Regions from separate parts of the Macaca mulatta genome. Here region 1 is linked to region 2. A link is a contact called in public Hi-C data. All regions are on one chromosome and are shown on one strand. Each heading gives the region's core, a stretch centred on a gene start, on an enhancer-like site or on the middle of the called end of the contact. The rest is flanking DNA. Distances are from core to core; before and after follow the strand shown.

Region 1 (4,388 bases), core at 504-3,003, 220 kb before region 2:
TTTCTTGGCCCTAAAGGTTAGTGCAGGGCCAGGCCTCGTCCTCTTCTCCATTTATCAGGTCGGAAGCTCAAGGCTGACCTGGCTGGGGCCAAGGTTTATGTGCTTGTCCTCCCCACCCAGCACCGCTGACCCTGTGAAACATGCCAGGAAGGGTGGGGACAGGAAGGTGACAGTAGGACTTCTGTGTCTGCCCTGGGGCACTGTCAGCTGGGTCAGGATTTATGCCCTGATGTTCCCACCCCCAGACCTGGTCACCAGGCCCACGCCCTCGGTCTGGTGCTTAGCCATCCCTGCAGGGGGCCCAGCAAAGCCTGAGGGCTGGGAGCTGGCTGGGGTGTGGGGTGGGCCGGGGTTGGGGGTTGGCAGAAGGCCACTGCAGATTAGGTCCCAAGTGAACACTGCTAGCGTCTTTGTCCAGCTGAGAGACATCGGCTGGCTGGGACATCTTGCCTCCTGGGGCCTGTTTCCGCAACTGTAAATGGCATTGCCTTAGTAGCCACCCTTTGGGGCTCTAGGATAGCACATGTCCACAGGACCTCAGCTAATGTGCCCGCCTGCAGTGTCCCCCATTTTCTTTTGGGGAGCTCCCCTTGCCAGTGCCAGTGCACATGGTCTTTGCTGGGCCATCCTTTGCACACCGTCTCTCCAGGCCTGGGGCTTGAAAGAGCGCCTCCTTAGCGGGGGCCCTAAACGCTGGCTGGGGCTCCAGGGGCAGGAGGTAAGGGGAGAGTTGGTTTTAGTGGGTTTGCTGGCAGTGATCTGAGTCCAGGGGTTGTAGCGGAAAGAACTGGGGGTGGGAGGAGGTGCAAGGCCAGTTGGATCAGCGGATACACAGGAGATGGTGTCTTTGGTCACCCAGTTGCTCAGTTAGAAACCTGGACAGCCTGGCCCCTGCCCCTCCCCACACCTCCTAGCCAGTGGTGAGTCTTGCACAGCCCTCTGTCCACCCACTCCAGCACTCGCCCCTTCCCACCTCTTCCCCTGCCTCTGCTGCCCCGGCCTGCTTCCACTACCTGCATCTCTCACCCACATCACTGCAGTCGCTTCCTCAGTGGCCTCTGCCTCCTCTCCTCTCCACCCCCTCACCCTCCATTGTCACCACCTTGCTCCTCACAGCTGGCTGAGCCATTATGACTAATGACTGTTCTCAGCTCCCAGCCCCATGGTTTCCATCACACCAGGATACAGTCACATTCCTTGCTGCGGCCTGTGAGACCCTCGGAGTCCTGGTACTGCCGCCCCCTGAACCTCCTCTCCTTCCCTTTTCTCTGCCACGTCCACAGCTCGGTGAGCCCATTCCCACCTTGGGGCCTTTGCACTTGGCGGTTCCTCTGCCTGGCACATGTTGGCTCCAGTGTTCATAAATCTCCTTCCCTCCCGTGTCTCAGGTCTCTCCTCAGATGTCACCTCATCAGAGTGGCCTGTCCTGACTGCCATATCTACAATACCCTCCCCAACGCCTGGCATCCGCCTCCTCCCTCTTGTATGATGTCTTCAAGGCACTTTCACTTGTGGATATTGCTTTATATATTTAGTCGGAGGAGTATAATCTGGGGGCCCCTGGGAGACAGACTCTGGCATGATGGCTGTTGTGATGGGGGAAACCGGGGCATCTCCTGGGGACTGACAGCAAGTTGCTGCCCTTCTGGGCCTCAATTTCCCCTTCTGTGCCATAAGGCCCAGGCCGTCTCTCTGCCCGCTCACGTGTCCTGGGAATGCTGAGCCTTTGCTTTGTCCTGGAAGTGGGGTTGCCATGGAAACAGAGGCAGGCGGCTCCAGCAGAGGCAGCATCCACCTCCCTTTGTTAGACCCAGGGCCTGCTTTCTGGGGGCCCCCTTCTGCGGAGGAGTGTGTGCTTCTTGAGGGGCCAGTAGCCTCTACTTGGTCCTACTCTGGCCGTCCTGCCCCCAGCCCCCAGCTTGCAGTTTGCTTCACTAGATTGTAAGGAGGATGATGAAAAGGCAGAGTGTTCCAAGCTAGGGGTGGAAAGTCAGGGGCATCAGGACCCAGGGCACGGGGAGCAGGAGCGTGTCCTCATCTCATGTGGCTTTAGGCAGTTCCCCCATCATCCTCTGCGCCCCTAGCCCTGACACTCCCTCTGCACACAGCTCTACTTTGATCAAACCAGTGCCTGGGCCACCTCCCTGCTCCCATGCCCTCTGGGGTAGGATGTGGGCTTGGCGGGGAGTGACACACGGCAGCTCCAGGCGTGGCTACAGCTGGAGACATCCCGTCTGCCTCAGGCCCCTTAGGGCCGGGCGATACAGGAAAGGGGACCTGCTCGTGAGCACAGCTGGGCGATGGGATGCCAAACCCCTGCCCAGGTATCCCCAGGACGGCGCTGCAGCAGGAGTGCCCCTGATCCCGGGCGATCGCTCTCCAGCCCACTAGGCTCTTGGACGGGCTCAACCCGCCGCCCTGGCCCGGGGTTGGGGCTGGGACGCCAGGCCCCTGTGGTGACGGTTCCCTCCAGCAGGTGGCGAGGCTCAGCCGGCCAAGGAGCCGGTGCCTCCCGCTGGCTGCCGCCCGGCCGCCGCCTTCCGCCCTTGCCCGCCCGCGGCCGTCCCCAAGCCGCTCCCGGCCGGGCCTTGAGCGCCTTTTCCTCTTCCCGGCGCCCTGGCCGCCCGGCGCGTCCCGCTGGGCAGGAAGGGCCCGCCCGCGCCCAAGGCCAGGGCCGCCGCCAGAGGTCGCCCGCCGCCAGGGGCTGCTGCGGCGCCGGGGACGCGCGGGGCCTGAAGGTCTCCCAGGCGCACCCAAGACCCATCCGCGCCGGCCGCCTGCCCTGTGCCCCTGGGGCGCGTAATGGTCTCCTCGACGCTCCGCCCTGGCTTTGCCCATTAGTGCCGTTAGTGCCATTAGTGCCGTTAGTGCCATTAGTGCCTGTGTGAGCGGGACCTGGGTTGGAGGGACCTGCCAAGCCAACTCTGGGGGACCCCTCCTCCAGGGAGCCGCCTCCCCCTCGCACTTTCGAGGGGAGCGGCTGCCCAGAGATAGCCAGAGACTACAGGGCGCCTTGGGCCACCTCTCTGGAAGGCACAGACAGGTGCCATCCCTCTCTGGGCCTGAAGGCTTTCCCAGAGAGCAGGAGGAGGAAGTCCCGGGAACATTCCATTAAGGAGATGACACTCTCTTAGGTATCTATAATATCGCTTCTTTGGAATCGCAGCGCCAGAATTCAGGACCCCTGCCCTCAGAGTTTTGGTACAGTGTAGCCATGAGGCACCCGATGGCTTGGGTTCAAATCCCAGCTCTGCCATTTTCCAGGCAAGTCCCCTAACTTCTCTGTGCCTAGGTTTCCCACCTGTGAGATGAGGCTAGTGATGGTACCAGTCCTATCCGGTTGTGGCAAGGACTAGATACTCGGTGCAGTTAAGCTCTAGCACAGCACCCGAAGTGGTGATTACCATCACTTGCTACAGAGGATTAGACTCACAGGGTCAGGAACCCAGAGACTTACATTGGACACAGAGATTCAGGGTCTCGAGAAAGAGAGCAGAATCTACCCTGCAGAGAGTATTTGGTCCAAAATTTTCTCTTCCTGGGAAGAAAAGGAAAATGAGAGGCCCCAGTACATTGAGTCATAGTGGTGAACTCTGGGCCAGGCCAAGACGGAGGCCTTGGAGATGCAAACCAGCTAGGTGGCAGGGGCCAGTTGCAAAACACTTTGAGCCCTAGGCTCCCCATCTGTAAAACGGGCACTGCTGCCTCTCATGTGGGGCACGCCAGGGATGGGGTGTAGCACACAGGTGCTTAGTAAATGTGGAGTCTTCTCTACTTTGTCACACAGCAAGGGAGGCTTTCATGGGGAAACTGGGCCGGCTGTCTCCTTCCTCCCAGAAGAGAGTGATGACAATAGCTGTCAGGCCATCCTCGAAGGGTGCTGGGCAGGTGGAGGGCAGCCCTCGGTGCCCCCGGCTGTCCCCTTGAGCCACCCATCCCTCTTCCCTGCTGTGGCTTGCACACCCTGAGCAGCAAGTGGCAGGTGAACAGTAGTTGGAGAGGGGGCAGGCAGGTGCACCAGGTGGGGGTGTTTGTGAAGGTGCAGATTCAGAGCAGGGACAGGTTCGACATCAGTGAGATGGGGGCTTTGTGACCATCTTCAGTAGCCTCACACTGTACCTACATGGAACTGAAGCAGAGGAGGCTAAGGGACTTGCCCAAAGCCACATGGCCAGACAGAGGTGTGTAGGACGAAGTGGGCCAAGCCCATATGTCTCTTGTATGAGCAATGTCCAGGCCTGATTAATTTCTATAGACCCCTCTGTATCAACATGGAGCAGGATGAAGATATAGTTGTTGAGTGGATGACTGTGTCTGTCAGGCCACATTACCAAAGGTCTATACTTGCAATGAGGGAGGGGACATCCAGTTTTGCTTTGTTCTCTGGG
Region 2 (4,540 bases), core at 1,373-3,872:
ACACACACTAGAATGCTGGGAATGTCTGAGGAAGCAGCAGCGTGAGAAGATTAAGTGGAGATGCTTTGGCATCATTTGTCAGGAGGACCCTCTGAGCACCTAGCTGGCCACCAGGAAATTTCTACACCAGCAGAGAGTGGATGGATTGGCATACTGGGGCCAAAAACTCATAGGTACAATAGACTAGCCCCTAAGGGTCTGGTCTAGTTTCCCATCTCAGCTTTCCTCACTTATTAGTTGTGCGATCTTAGGCAAGTTTCCTTCCTTCTGCACTTCAGTTTCTCCATGGCTAAATTAGGGTATTGATAACTAGTCTCCACCTAATTGGCTGCTATGAAAACCGCATTTGCTAGAACATGGAAAGTGCTTAGAAGGTGCCAGGCACATAGTGAGTGCCCATAAATGTGGCGGCGGTGTTGTAATTATCACCATTCTTATTGGATCTGATTGTGGCAATAGGCTAGTGCGAGTAATAGAACTATCCGAGTGAAATAAGAATACCACAGATGCCCCACCATCAACCAGAAGCGGGTAGAGCCCAGTCACATGTGGGGAAATGGAAAAACCTAGGGACGTTGAGACTTCACCCCTCATGCCCACTATATAGATGAGTAGCCCGAGGCACAGGGAGCAGCAGCGCCTGGCCTGAAGTCACCTGCAACTCCCACCTCCCCGACCTGGACCTCTCCCCACCCCAGAGGGCAGCTTGGGGCGGAAGGGCAGCACCCTGCAGGACTCCCTCCCTCCCTCCGGGGCAGCTGGGCCCCCGCAGGGCCAATCGGGTAGGCCGCGGCGCTGGCGGGAGGGCGGCCCGCGGGCGGGCGGGGCGGCCAGGAGAGGTTATTTTCTGCTGTTTTCCCTTTCTCTCTCCCCCTCCACCCGGGTCCCTCCTCCCCGTTTCTAATTAAAAAGGAGATAAAGCCACACGCGGTCCCAGCCAATCGGCCTGACCGGCTTCCTGGATGCTGGATGTGCGCGGCGCGGCGGGGCGGCGGGGCTCGGGCCAAGATGAAGATTAAAGCAGGGGAAAAAAGAAAAGCCACCCAGACGCGGGCGAATCAATAACACTTAAAACACACCGGCAGGCTGGCGGTACTGGCGCGAGCCCCGTAGCCGCCTCTTCGCCGCTGGTCGGGCTGGCGGCCCCTGGTCTGCTCTGCACGCACCTGCTCGCGGCAGCAGCCCGACAACTTGCGAAATCCCCGCTCCAGAGACGTGGACTGGGGAAGTGACGGGGTAGGGGGGTAGTAGTGACAAAACACAAAGGATCCTCACACACACCCCCTAGCCGCAGCCCCTGCGGTCCACCGCTCCTCAAAAGGGGCGGTAGGGGGTTCACTGATGGGGGGTGGAGGGGCAGGGTGTTCGAGACCTACCAAGCGGGCCCTTCAGCGCCAGAACCTCTATCCATGCCTAGACTCCCCTCGCCCCCCCGCCGCCCACTGCTCCGAGCTTCACACGCGTTATGTCTTAAGTACAAAGAGTGACCGGCTTTGCACAAGCAGCTCCAGGACTCGTCCCGAGCTGCCCCCTCCCACCTTCCAGCCAGAGCGCCCCCGAGCACCACCTCCACAGAAACGTTGGGTGAAGCCAGAGGGCTGCTCGCGCGCCCGGCAGCCTCTGCTGCCCAGTTCAAGGGGGCGGGGTGTCCCGCCTCTCTCTAGCGCTTGTCTCCCTCGGTGTCTCGGGCCGCCTCTTGTCCCACCTTTGTGTGTGTTTGTTGGGGGCGGGACGTGCTGTCCCCTTGGCCCGGGAAGGGGCTCTGGGAGTCTAAGGGTCCCTGGAAATCGAGTGGTGCCAAGGTTCCGAGCGGCAGTTTATGTTTTTGCCAGCGAAAGTCCTTCCCCCTGGGTACCTGTTCCCTGTTTGCACGGACCGGCCCCGCCAGCCACCTGGGGACTGCTCAGTCTGTAGGAGCGGCTGTGCCGCGCCTCCTGAGAGAGTTCCTCTCGGGCTCCGGGGACTGAGCTCCCCGAGAGCGGCTGTGGACCTGGCTTGATGTTCCTGCTAGACCTGCTGTCCCTATGCCGGGGTCCGAAGGGTCCCCGGGATGGGCTGAACCTTTGCAGCAGCTAGCCCTCCCCCAGACTCCCTCAGGCTGGAGCGTCCCTACCGGCTGTCTCTGGTCCTGGGAGATTCCAGACTCAGAAGTCCTCAGGATGGCCAGTCCCCCTGCCTATATCTCCTGGGGCGTCCGCCTGCGGGGGGCCTTTGTGCGTCCACCGCTCCCACACCGCACCCACCCGGCCTCTCAGAGAAGCTGTGGAAGTTGGTGGCCGGCAGAGGCTCTCAGGCGGCACACCTCCCTCCCCGGGCCGTGCCAACTTTGCCAAGACACGCGCGGAAAGGGCGCAGGCAGCCCTTACCCGATCCGGAGGTAGACCATGCCCAGGCTGAGAAAGAGGTGGCCCAGGCAGCGCCGCGCTTTCCGGTTCATAGTCCCGGTTGGCCGCCGGGGCCGCGGGCCGGGCTGTGCTGATCCCGCGGGCCGGCCCCGGCGGGGCAATCAACATAGCCCGCCCGGGAGGCGCGGGCCGAGGCGTCCCCGGGGCCGTCTGTCCGTGCGCCCGTCTGCGCGCTCGGCGCCTGAGCCTCGCCAGGAGCGCGGGAGCCACGGAGCGGGAGGAGGGAGGGAGGAGCGAGCGCGGCGTGGGGCGACGCCGGGCTGCGTGCGAGCGACCGGTGCAAAGTGTGCGAGACGCGGGTAGTGCGGGGGCGCTGCTGCCTCCCGCCCCCGCCCCTCCCTCCTTTCCCCCGTCCCTCCCCCACCCCCTCCCCCGCCCGCCTCCCCGGAGCGCCCGCCCCGCGCCCCTGCGCCCGCGGGACAGGGCCGCCTGCACCAGGCGCGCGCTTGTGCCTTTCCATGCGCGCTCCCGGGGGCCCCCTCCCTGCTCTGGGGTGCAGGTGGGAGGCTAGCGAGCACAGCCTGTTTGGAGGCAGGAGGAGCCCGCTCGTCCCTCACCCGTCACTAACTTGCAGGTTGCAGGGCGAGTGGGCGTTGAGAGGCTGCCCTCGGGTGGAGTGGACCAGACTCGGCCGAGAGCCCTAGTGCCTTGGTCTGCTGCCCCGCTCGCTCAAGCCCGGAACAGGGCAATGGGGCTGACAGAGCACACCCCAGTTCCCCAACCCCAGCTTCAGGGAAGGGCGCCCCCTTTCGCGGAGCGACTGGCGGACTGGCTCAGCGTATTTCTTCCCTACCTCCACCTATTCGAGGGTGTGGCAGGGGGTGGCAGAAGATACTTGGGCAGCCCTCTCTGGGATCCTGCTGTTAGCCGACAGACGGAGTCGGGCTGAGGCCCAGGCACCCCGCGCGGAACAGCAGTGGGGCGCCTGAGCCGCGGGAGTGTGAGGGGCGCAGCTGGCCGCTCAGAGCACGCTCGCGGCGACACCAGGCGGACGCGGCGGGTGGTGCACCTTGGCCTCGCTCCCGGGAACAGAAAGCTTTAAGTGCCCTGGCCTATCCCAGGGGGCTGACCCCCTACTTTGGTGTACACCCCATTCAGTGAGTAGGGGGAGTCTAAGTGTCACTGGAAATTGGGTGGTGCCAAGACTCCGAGCGGCAGTTTATGTTTTTGCCAGCGAATGTCCTTCCCCCGGGTACCTGTTCCCTGTTTGCACGGACCGGTCCCGCCTGCCACCTGGGGGATGTCCAGTCTCTAGGAGCGGCTGTGCCTGCGCCTCCTGAGAGTGTTCCTCTCGGGCTCCAGGCACTGAGCTCCCTGGGAGCGGCTGTGATCCTGGCTTGGTGTTCCTGCTGGACCTGCTGTCCCTATGCCCGGGTCTGGCAAATCTGAACTCAGGTTTCAGCTGAAGACACCGAGGCTCAAGAGGGTGAAGGTGTTTGCCCAGAGTCAACAGCTAGTGAGTAGCAGAACCATATGGGAAACAAAGTATGCCCAACTGTAGTAATCTCCTGCACCCAGGCTTGCCTATCCTTCAAGATTGCCTTTCTAAATTACACATACACACACACACGCGCGCCACCATTCAGGCATTCACTCACATTCCATATTCTGTGCCAACCACGATGGTGGGCACCGTGGACATAAGGAAAAAGAAAGGCTAGAGTCTTTCCTCTTGGGTCCAGGAAGGAGGCAGATCATAAGTGAACAAGAACAGGAGTTACAGATAGTAGACCATTAAGCAGGGTGATGGGAGAGGGAATACTGGGTGTTGGAGGGTTAATTTTAGATCTGAGGAGGTGGCATTTGAGCTGAGGCCTGAAGGACACAGCATCAGGGGTCCAGCACTGCAAGAAGGGTACCGGCAGGTGCAAAAGCTCAGGGGTGGGCATAAGCCCCGGAGAGGAGATGGTGGGCTATGATAGAGAGAGAGAGAAGGCCTGAGCTTGAAGGGAGATGGGCTACGCAGATCCACAAGGCTGTGTGGGCACGTCAAGGAGCTTGGATTTCAGTGGTGTGTTCAGTTGGGGACATTGGAAGGATGAAGAAGAGGGTGACTGATCTGATTTGTGTGTTCAAAAGCTCCCTGTAGCTGTCCTGTGGGAACACACTGCGGGAATGGGAACAGGTGAGTAAAG

What was found. A called contact is a pair of places that touch in the nucleus more often than the background predicts.
Region 1: a Hi-C map of fetal cortex germinal zone shows a contact between it and region 2, with 14 times the contacts expected there. The contact joins the enhancer-like site here to the promoter of WNT7A in region 2. A contact is called at or near these places in 8 of 14 Hi-C or Micro-C datasets (CD4 T cells, blood, cortical neurons and 4 more).

What each region holds. Positions count from the first base shown.
Region 1 is chr2:152,506,913-152,511,300 of T2T-MMU8v2.0, forward strand. No RefSeq gene overlaps it. Among named protein-coding and RNA genes, the nearest start is that of FBLN2, 130 kb to the left of the region's middle. Within about 2 kb of position 1,754, at least 13 of the 40 cell types and tissues checked have an H3K27ac peak or open chromatin away from gene starts, as enhancers often do. A contact at or near this core is called in fetal cortex germinal zone and fetal cortical plate, where this site is marked.
Region 2 is chr2:152,722,476-152,727,015 of T2T-MMU8v2.0, forward strand. WNT7A (Wnt family member 7A) reads right to left here and starts at 2,623. Exons shown (of 4, transcript NM_001265938.2): 1 at 2,367-2,623. The coding sequence starts at 2,437.